Regions from separate parts of the Mus musculus genome. Here regions 1 and 3 are each linked to region 2. Evidence: chromatin contacts called from public Micro-C and promoter capture Hi-C data. All regions are on one chromosome and are shown on one strand. Each heading gives the region's core, a stretch centred on a gene start, on an enhancer-like site or on the middle of the called end of the contact. The rest is flanking DNA. Distances are from core to core; before and after follow the strand shown.

Evidence for each region. Hi-C and Micro-C count contacts between places; a contact is called where the count stands out from the background. Capture Hi-C pulls out chosen DNA fragments and counts their contacts.
Region 1: a contact with region 2 is called in a promoter capture Hi-C map of liver, with 2.4 times the contacts expected there. The contact joins the promoter of Rfxank here to the promoter of Ocel1 in region 2. A contact is called at or near these places in 1 of 39 promoter capture datasets (embryonic stem cells) and 1 of 9 other capture datasets (liver).
Region 3: a Micro-C map of embryonic stem cells shows a contact between it and region 2, with 6 times the contacts expected there. The contact joins the promoter of Ddx49 here to the promoter of Ocel1 in region 2. A contact is called at or near these places in 3 of 484 Hi-C or Micro-C datasets (CD4 T cells, CD8 T cells and embryonic stem cells), 4 of 115 datasets of contacts at active chromatin or transcription factors (embryonic stem cells, extraembryonic endoderm stem cells, large pre-B cells and 1 more) and 1 of 9 other capture datasets (adipose tissue).

What each region holds. Positions count from the first base shown.
Region 1 is chr8:70,137,902-70,140,601 of GRCm38.p6, reverse strand. It overlaps Rfxank (regulatory factor X-associated ankyrin-containing protein), which reads left to right and starts at 1,405. Exons shown (of 9, transcript NM_011266.2): 1 at 1,405-1,681; 2 at 2,379-2,573. The coding sequence starts at 2,387. It overlaps Gm45929 (predicted gene, 45929), which reads right to left and starts at 1,103. Exons shown (of 9, transcript NM_001310055.1): 1 at 830-1,103. It overlaps Borcs8 (BLOC-1 related complex subunit 8), which reads right to left and starts at 1,103. Exons shown (of 6, transcript NM_001145552.2): 1 at 830-1,103. The coding sequence starts at 866.
Region 2 is chr8:71,370,041-71,372,740 of GRCm38.p6, reverse strand. Ocel1 (occludin/ELL domain containing 1) reads right to left here and starts at 1,443. Exons shown (of 4, transcript NM_029865.2): 1 at 756-1,443; 2 at 108-273. The coding sequence starts at 1,066.
Region 3 is chr8:70,301,194-70,303,952 of GRCm38.p6, reverse strand. Ddx49 (DEAD box helicase 49) reads left to right here and starts at 1,501. Exons shown (of 13, transcript NM_001024922.2): 1 at 1,501-1,630. The coding sequence starts at 1,516. Cope (coatomer protein complex, subunit epsilon) reads right to left here and starts at 1,186. Exons shown (of 10, transcript NM_021538.2): 1 at 1,021-1,186. The coding sequence starts at 1,146.

The sequences.
Region 1 (2,700 bases), core at 156-2,655, 1.2 Mb after region 2:
CCTGTTAAGCCTGTTTCCTTTACTCCAGAACTCATGTTCCTACCACAAGTCAACTGCACCAAAACCATCATCCCAGGGTAGACTTTGACCAACAGCTTTCCCAGTCAGGAAATCTCTATTCTTCCTGCTCCATCCATCAAGGATCCTGTTGCTTCCAACTTCAGTCCCCTTCATCCCCCACTCCTTCCTGTATCAGACAAGCTCTGACCAGGCTAATGGTGGCAGATGACACCAACTCCTCTTACCACGCAGGGCTCCCATCAGCTAAAGAAAATAATCTACTTATCTGGTCCTTAATATATTTTGCAGTGTCGGGGATCAAACCCAGAGCTTTGAATGCGCTGGTCAAAGTGTTTACGACTGAGCTAAAGCCCCAGCTCTTCTCTCGAGATTTGAGTTTCAATGTGCAGACCAAACTGGCCTTCAATTTCTTGTCTCTTGAGAAGAGAGGATTAGAGTATTGCGCCACCAAGCCCACATACTCCTTTACGTATTCACAGGCTAAAAACCACATTACACTGAGCAGGGACCTGGATGGATTCTGCTTTTAATTCCAACTCTCAGAAGGCAGAGAGGTTTGAGACCATCCCGGTCTACACAGCGAGTTCCAATATAGCCAGGGTTACATCCCGGGACCTTATCTCAGAAGTAGAAAAGAGCCTTTTCCTGCCCGGGATCATTATACATCACAACACCTCCCGGCGGGAGACACCGGCCTCCCTTTTCCATCGAACCCCGCAGGCCGGGAGGTCTACGGCGGCTCTTTGTCATGTACCTTCCCGCGTTGCCCTCTCTAGGCCCCTCCAACCCCTCTAGGGTCCCGCAACACCTTTCTTTCCCTTCAGCTGCATCTCAGGTTCTTCCATAGTGAAGGCAGCCAGCAGAGCCCAGAAACCGGAAGCGGAAGTCGGGAGGTTGAGACGTTTAAACGTTCAGGTATGGGTTCTGGCGTCCTGTGCGCTGGCTCCTCTTACGAGGTAACTTCTATTCAGACACGAGATAGACGGAAGGAGGCAGTCCTATGCGAGCGTGTCGGGAGGATAGAGATTTCTTGATGTTATAGTATGCCTCGTCAAGGACTCCCTGCTACACGTACAGATAATTCTCAGGGACCAGGGCAGGGAAATTGTTATGGACAAAGTAACAATAATATTCGGTCTCTTTAAATTTGACAAGTCCCGCCCATGTGTCTCCGCCCCGTGGGGCAAATGCTCCGCCCTCCCACCGTCTGTGGATCCGATTGGGGCAGACAGGAGGGGGCGGTGCATGGGGCGGGGAAGCGCACGCGCAATAAAATCTTCAGCGAGTCTAAGGCTCCTTCAGCCCTTTAGGAAGGATAGCGTGCGCATGCGCCACTGTACCCATTGGCCTCAGCGGAAGCCACGCTCCTCCCTCCAGTCTTAAAGCGCTAGAAGCAGCTTCGGGTTTTTATTTTTTATTTTTTGGTACTTTTGCAGGGCAAGGGTGCGCAGGCGCAGTGGAGGAGTTTTCCAGTAGGAGTAGTCGTCGCGTATTAAGTTGCTGCTCTATGTCCCAGGAGAGGAAGCTAGAGAACTGAGCGTCTGGTCACCAACTTGCTCTTTACGAGATCTACTGAACCAGAAAAGTTTGTGAACAGAGCTTCCTGAGTTTTGGAAGACCAAGGCTGGCAGCGTAGGGACACAGAGGAGGCTGGAGGGAGGTGAGTGGATCTTACACGTCGCATCTTTTGTTGAGTCCTAAGTCATTTTGGGGGATTCCGGCCCAAATAACCACAGTGGGACATTGATAAGTTTGACATTAGTATCTCTCTATGATGTTTTCTGATATGACCTCTCTGAGGCCTTACATCTTCACCTTATTAACGAGGGAATGAGGCTCAGCTTAGTCATAGACTAGGTTTTTATAGCTTGTAAGTGATTGGAACCCAGACTGCTGCCAGAACCCTCATTTTATTGCCTTGGCTTCTGGTGTTAATTTATTAACAATGATATTTATCTAAAGCCACAGTTTTCCCGGCGTCATAAAGCAAGGCTCAATATGCAGACCATGGCTGTCCTGGAATTCACTATTTAGACTAGGCTAGTCTTGAACTCAAAGGGATCTACCTGCCTCTGCCTCCCAAGTACTAGGACTAAAGGTGTGCACTATCATGCCCCACCTAACCAAGCTCCAGCCCCAGATAAGAACTCATTTATTCATTTATTTTGTGGGCAGGCTGTGCTGTGGGTTTGGTGTGGAGGTCAGAGGACAATTTACCAGGGTCAGTTTTTTCCCTCCACCCTGTGGGTTCCTGGAATCAAAATTGGGTCATCTGACTTGGTGACAAGCGCCTTTACCAACTGAGCCATCTTGGGGACCACGAGATTTGGCTAATTACTGTCATCTCTTCACTCCAGCTTCCTCCATGGAGCCCACTCAGGTTGCAGAGAACCTTGTCCCAAACCAGCAACCTCCTGTTCCTGACCTAGAGGATCCTGAGGACACCAGAGATGAGTCCCCAGAGAACTCAGACACTGTCGTCCTCAGCCTGTTCCCCTGCACCCCAGACGCTGTGAATCCTGAAGCAGATGCCAGTGCATCCTCACTGCAGGGTGAGAACCACTCTGGGCTCTGGTGAGGGAGACTGTCAAGTTCCAGACCACATCTCTGCTTTCATCACTCTTCCCCTCCACCCTCCTAGGTTATTTTTATTGTCGTGTATGTGTGTGTGTGTGTGTG
Region 2 (2,700 bases), core at 194-2,693:
GCAAGGTGGGAAGGGGCTCAGAAGGGCCACCATGACCCTGACAGCATGCCACCCAGTAGAAGCTGCACAGCCGCAGGAAGCTGGGGCACAGGAGTTCCTGGGCTGACCTGGCTTCGTGGCGGGGGCAGCGACAGCAGCAGGGCCTCCAGTTGCTGGAGCTTAGCCTGTGTGGCCCCCACCTCCCGCTGGAGCTCCGAGAACTCGCCATACTGGTCCTGGAACACTGCGGCATAGCGGCTCCGGTCCCTTCTGTTGGTCACTGGTGGGTACTTACTACCAGGTTGGAAGGGGTCAGTCAGTGTATAAGTAGAGGGAAATCTGTCTTTCCACCCATCATGGCAATTGGCTTTTCTTCTTCTTTTCTTTTGGTTTTTTTGAGACAGGGTTTCTCTGTGTAGCCCTGGCTGTCCTGGAACTTACTCTATAGACTAGGCTGGCCTCGAACTCAGAAATCCGCCTGCCTCTGCCTCCCAAGTGCTGGGATTACAGGCGTGTGTCACCACTGCTAGGCCCGGCAATTGGCTTTCCTTTGCCAGTGCTGACCACCAAATCAAAATGCCTTCTACCACCAATTCCGTTTCCTAATTTCATAAACTCTTATTCGCCCATCAAAACCCCAGCCTCAATGCCCCTTTCTGTTTCCCAGGCATTAAGAAGCTCTGAGGGAACGTGGGTATGATGAATTCAGGAGACTAAGGTAGGGGCTATCTTGGACTAGACGACCAGACCTGGTCTTACAACGAGTGGGCACTCACAGCTCGTAGTCAGGTACTGGGTTGAGGCGGGGTCCCAGATCTCTGGGATGCTTCTCAGGGTGCAGTGGCTCCCGGGGGCGCAGCTCATCCGCAAACACGATCTTCCGGGGCCTCACGCAGAGCTCTCCCGGCCCGGGCTGGCTCTGCGGCCGTCTGGAGCGCGGACGCTCCGGGGCAGGCATGCGTGGGGCTGCAGCTCTCTGGCGCCCCCTGGCGGCAGGGCGCGAATTGCAAGTGGCTTCCGGGCCTGAGAGCCTGGCCAGAGGACCCCGCCGGCCGCGCCTGGAGGCGGGACCTGCATGTATTTGCATACGCGAGCGCGGTTGGCTGGCCGCGCAACCCAGAGTGCGGATCCCGGAAAGGGGCACTGACGAGGCGCCGCGACGTCACCGCGGCGTCATGCTCGAGAGTGGCTGGCGGTGCAGCGCGGGCCCCGCCCCATTCTTGAAACCGGAAGAGCGCAAAGCAGCGGAGGGCGACTGGGGTCCGAGTCGAGACGACCCCTTCGCCTCTTGCCTCGCGGGGTTACGGCCCACAAAGCTTCCAGCCCCCGCCCGCCTGTGGTTATCCGAGGATCCCACTCGGTGTCACCTGTCCCAGAGCCCCGTCTGGCCCTGCCGCCGGGAACGCAGCTGTGCAGGAACTGCGGGTGGAGCCGTTGGCACGGGCGCTCGGCCGCTAGGGCGGGGCTCTCAGGGTGGGCGGAGCCTGCGGCGCGTGTTCCTCTCTGGGTTGGAATCAGCCCTTCACTATGCTGTTTGGCCTATTCATTTACCCCAGTCTATTGGGAAAATAAGGTAGTTTTTTTTTTTTCTTTTCTTTCTGCTTTTTTTTTTTTGTTTACCAATTTATTTTTTTCTTTAGCAATTGTATTATTTTTGTGTGTGTGTGACCTTGTACATACTCAGAGACCAATACAGGTCGTTGAGTGTCGTACAGCCCTACTTTTTTTTTTTTGACAGTTTCTCCGAAACCTGATGGTCCCTGTTTAGGTATTCTGGCTGGCCAGCGGGCTCCAGGTAGATCTGCTTGTATCTCCCTCCTAGCACTGGGTTGATAGGTTCCTGCTCCCCACCTCTGCCATTTTACAAGAGTACTAGGGGTTGGAACCTAGATCTGCATACTTGAGTCACACTCTTACACTGAGTCATCTCCCTAGACCCTAAGAAGTGACGTTTATTATGCTAACTATGTGTGTGTGCATGTCAGACTCCCTGAAGTTACCATTACAGTTAATATATTTATTTTTAAAGATTTATTTCATGTATATGAGAATATTGTAGCTGTACAGATGGTTGTGAGCCATCATGTGGTTGCTGGGATTTAACTGATGACCTCCGGAAGAACAGTCGGTGCTCTTATCCACTGAGCCATCTTTCCAGCCTATCTATCTATATTTATATACACACACACACACATATATATGTATATATATTTTTTTTTGGTTTTTCGAGACAGGGTTTCTCTGTGTAGCCCTGGCTGTCCTCACTTTGTAGACCAGGCTGACCTTAAACTCAGAAATCTGCCTTCCTCTGCCTCTCAAGTGCTGGGATTAAAGGCATGCACCACTACTCCCGGCCCAAATATATTTATTAGTTTTTAATTTTGTTTTTGTTGTTGTTTTTTGTTTGTTTGTTTGAGACAGGGTTTCTCTGTATAGCCCTGGCTGTCCTGGAACTCACGCTGTAGACCAGGCTGGCCTTGAACTCAGAAATCTACCTGCCTCTGCCTCCCAAGTGCTGGGATTAAAGGCGTGCGCCACCAGTGCCTGGCTAAATATAGTTTTTGATTGGCTTTTTTGTCCCTAACTCTTACTGCTTATTTTGCTCATGCTCTGGGGTGGAACTCAGGCTGTCAGGCTTTGTGGCAAGTGTCTTTACCAACTGAGCCGCCTGACAAGCCTTTCTTGTGCTATTTTTGGAAGATGGAGTCAAGGTCCCACTAT
Region 3 (2,759 bases), core at 252-2,751, 1.1 Mb after region 2:
CAGGTGATTCTGTCAACAACACACACAGGCTGTTGCAAACACGGGTCACATCTTTAATGAACTAAAGACAAGCTGAGCATTGTGGCACAGGCCTGTCATCCTGCATCTGGGAGGCTGAGACAAGACTGCTACATCTAGGGACAGCCTGGGCTATATGAAGCTGCTTAAAACATAAAACAAAACCAGGGCAAGGATTTAGCCTGTGGAGCATTTGCATCGAAGCTGTGCTTTGGCTGTGCACACTATGATCCCAGCACTCCAGAGAGCAGGCATGGCCATCAGGAATTCAGTGCTCTTCAGCAACATGGGGAGTCTGAGGCCAGCCTGGGCTAAAGGAGACTGTCTTCTTTTATAACCAAACTTCCCTTTTGGGGGGAGTGGGGGAGGCGAGGAGGGTACAGTTCAAGACGGGGTTTTTCTGTAGCACCCTGGCTGTCCTGGAAGTCGCTATGTAGATCAGAGTGGTCCAAAACTCAGAGACTTGACTGCCTCTGCCTCTGGGTGCTGGGATTTAAGGCACACCAAGCTACCTCCGGTTTAGGACTATTATTAAGACAGATTACAGTATTACCCGAACTGACCTAGAACTGCTTATGAAGATCAGGCTGACCCTAAACTTACAGAGATCAGCCTCCCAAGTGCTGGAATAGAAGGCGTGCACCATGATGCCTGACTTTAGACACTTAAAAAAGGGGGGCGGGGGGGGTTTAAAAACGAAACAGTAAGAGGTTTTATGATGGAGCTAGTGGCGCACACCTGTCACCTCACCATTACCCTGACTTCAGGTCAGCCTGGGCTATAAAGTGAGCCCCTGTCAATCAACCACCAGAAAGTTGGAAGCTTGGCACAGGGGTGCACACCTGTCATCCTAGCACTGGAGGGGTGAAGACTGGAGGCGCAGGACCTCAAGGTTAGCCTCGGTTACAGAGTAAATTGAAAACCATCCCTAATTATAAGAGAAACCGAGTCCTCGGACCAGAACCTCAGAGCGCGCCGGAAGCTGCTCCGCACGCTGCCCACCTTCACGCGCTGAGCCTCGTTGATGCACTGCTGGTAGCTGCCGATGTAGAAAGCGTTCTTCACGTCGAACAGCTCATCTACCTCTCCGGAGCCGCCAGAGACCGCGCCAGGAACCGGAGGAGCCATGTCACCGCACCTCTAACCAACCTTCTTCTGGGACACGTAGGCCGGAAGCAGGTCCCCGTCGTCAGGAACTCTGGGAAACGTAGTTCTATGGGACAAATCAGAGGCGATGAAAAAGAAACCTTGCAAAGCCTCCCGAGAACTATAGTTCGGATTCCGTCAACAAACACAAGGCCTTCAGAACCAAAACACTGAAAAGCGGTCAAAGCTCGGATTGGTTGAAGGATCTGGAGAGGGTCTCTCCGTGACGTCACATTCCTCCGCCAACGTCCTCTCACAACTTTTCCAGGCCGGACTGCGCCGGGGTGGACGTGACGTAGCATTCACGCGCCGGAAGCACTCATTTCTAGGTTCTCTGCCCGGGTCTGGAGCATGGCGGGGTTCGCTGAGATCGGGTTGTCGTCGTGGCTGGTAGAACAGTGTCGACAGCTGGGGTTGAAGCAGCCCACGCCGGTGCAGCTCGGGTGCATTCCGGCCATCCTGGAAGGTGAGTTCTCGCCTTTCTTTTAATGCCTTTCTTTGCCCGCTCTTCCTTAGCCCCACTTGGGTTCCAGGAATCAGGACAGCATTGAGTGTTTCGGGGACCCTGACCCGCAGCATTGACATTTACGCTGCGACCGACTCGTGTTCATTATCACACAGGTGATGGGTGGCACCTCTTAAGTTTTCGTAGCACCCGAGCATAGGGAGAGATCGGTGAATGACTAAAACATGGCACTGAAAAAAAAAAAGGGTAGAGCTGGCTTTGACGTAGAAGCCGTCAAACTCCAGGTAAAAACCAATGCTCCGTGTTTGTGTCAGTGCTCTTCGACCCAGTTCACTTTTGCCATTAAAGAGGCGTCCTTGGAGCCGGACGTGGTGACTCTCAGTCATCTCAATACTGAGCAGGTGGAAGCAAGAGGATCAGGAGTTCAAGGTGATCCTCAGTTTGGTAGCAAGTTGCAGACCAGCCTGGGCTACCTGAAAATTTGTTTCAAACAAGCAATTATAATAATTGTTGGAAATTAGATAATAACACGTTCAAGGGACTAGTGGAAATGAAACAGTTTTAAATATTCAATTCTGGAGAAAGGGGTACCAGCATAGAGAAAAGGCAAAAATAGCTGGTGTGGTGATTTCAAGCAAGTTTTTGAAGCCTTTCCCCAAATATGGGAAATTCCTGACCTTTTCTTCCATAGACCTGCAGGGCTTTTCCCCTCCCCAAATTCCCCATCCCATTGGTCCATTGGGGCCCCAAGTCTTCTCTAATGAATAGTTTGGGTCTTGAGGCTGCCTCTCTTCTATTCTCTTTTCTTTCTTTTTTTTTTCCCTTGTTTTTTTGTTTTTTTGAGACAGGGTTTCTCTGTATAGCCCTGGCTGTCCTGGAACTCACTCTGTAGAACAGGCTGGCCTTGAACTCAGAAATCTGCCTGCCTCTGCCTCCCAAGTGCTGAAATTAAAGGTGTGCGCCACTACTGCCTGGCTGCCCTTCCTTTCTAATCATGGGCTCAGTCACATAGCAGAGCACCTGTAACTCTCCGAGTCTTAGACTAACTAGGGGAGAGAAGGACCCAGTGCCTCCAACTCATCTGTAGCTCTAGTGAACTGTAAGCTCACCTCGTACTAAAAGCAGACCA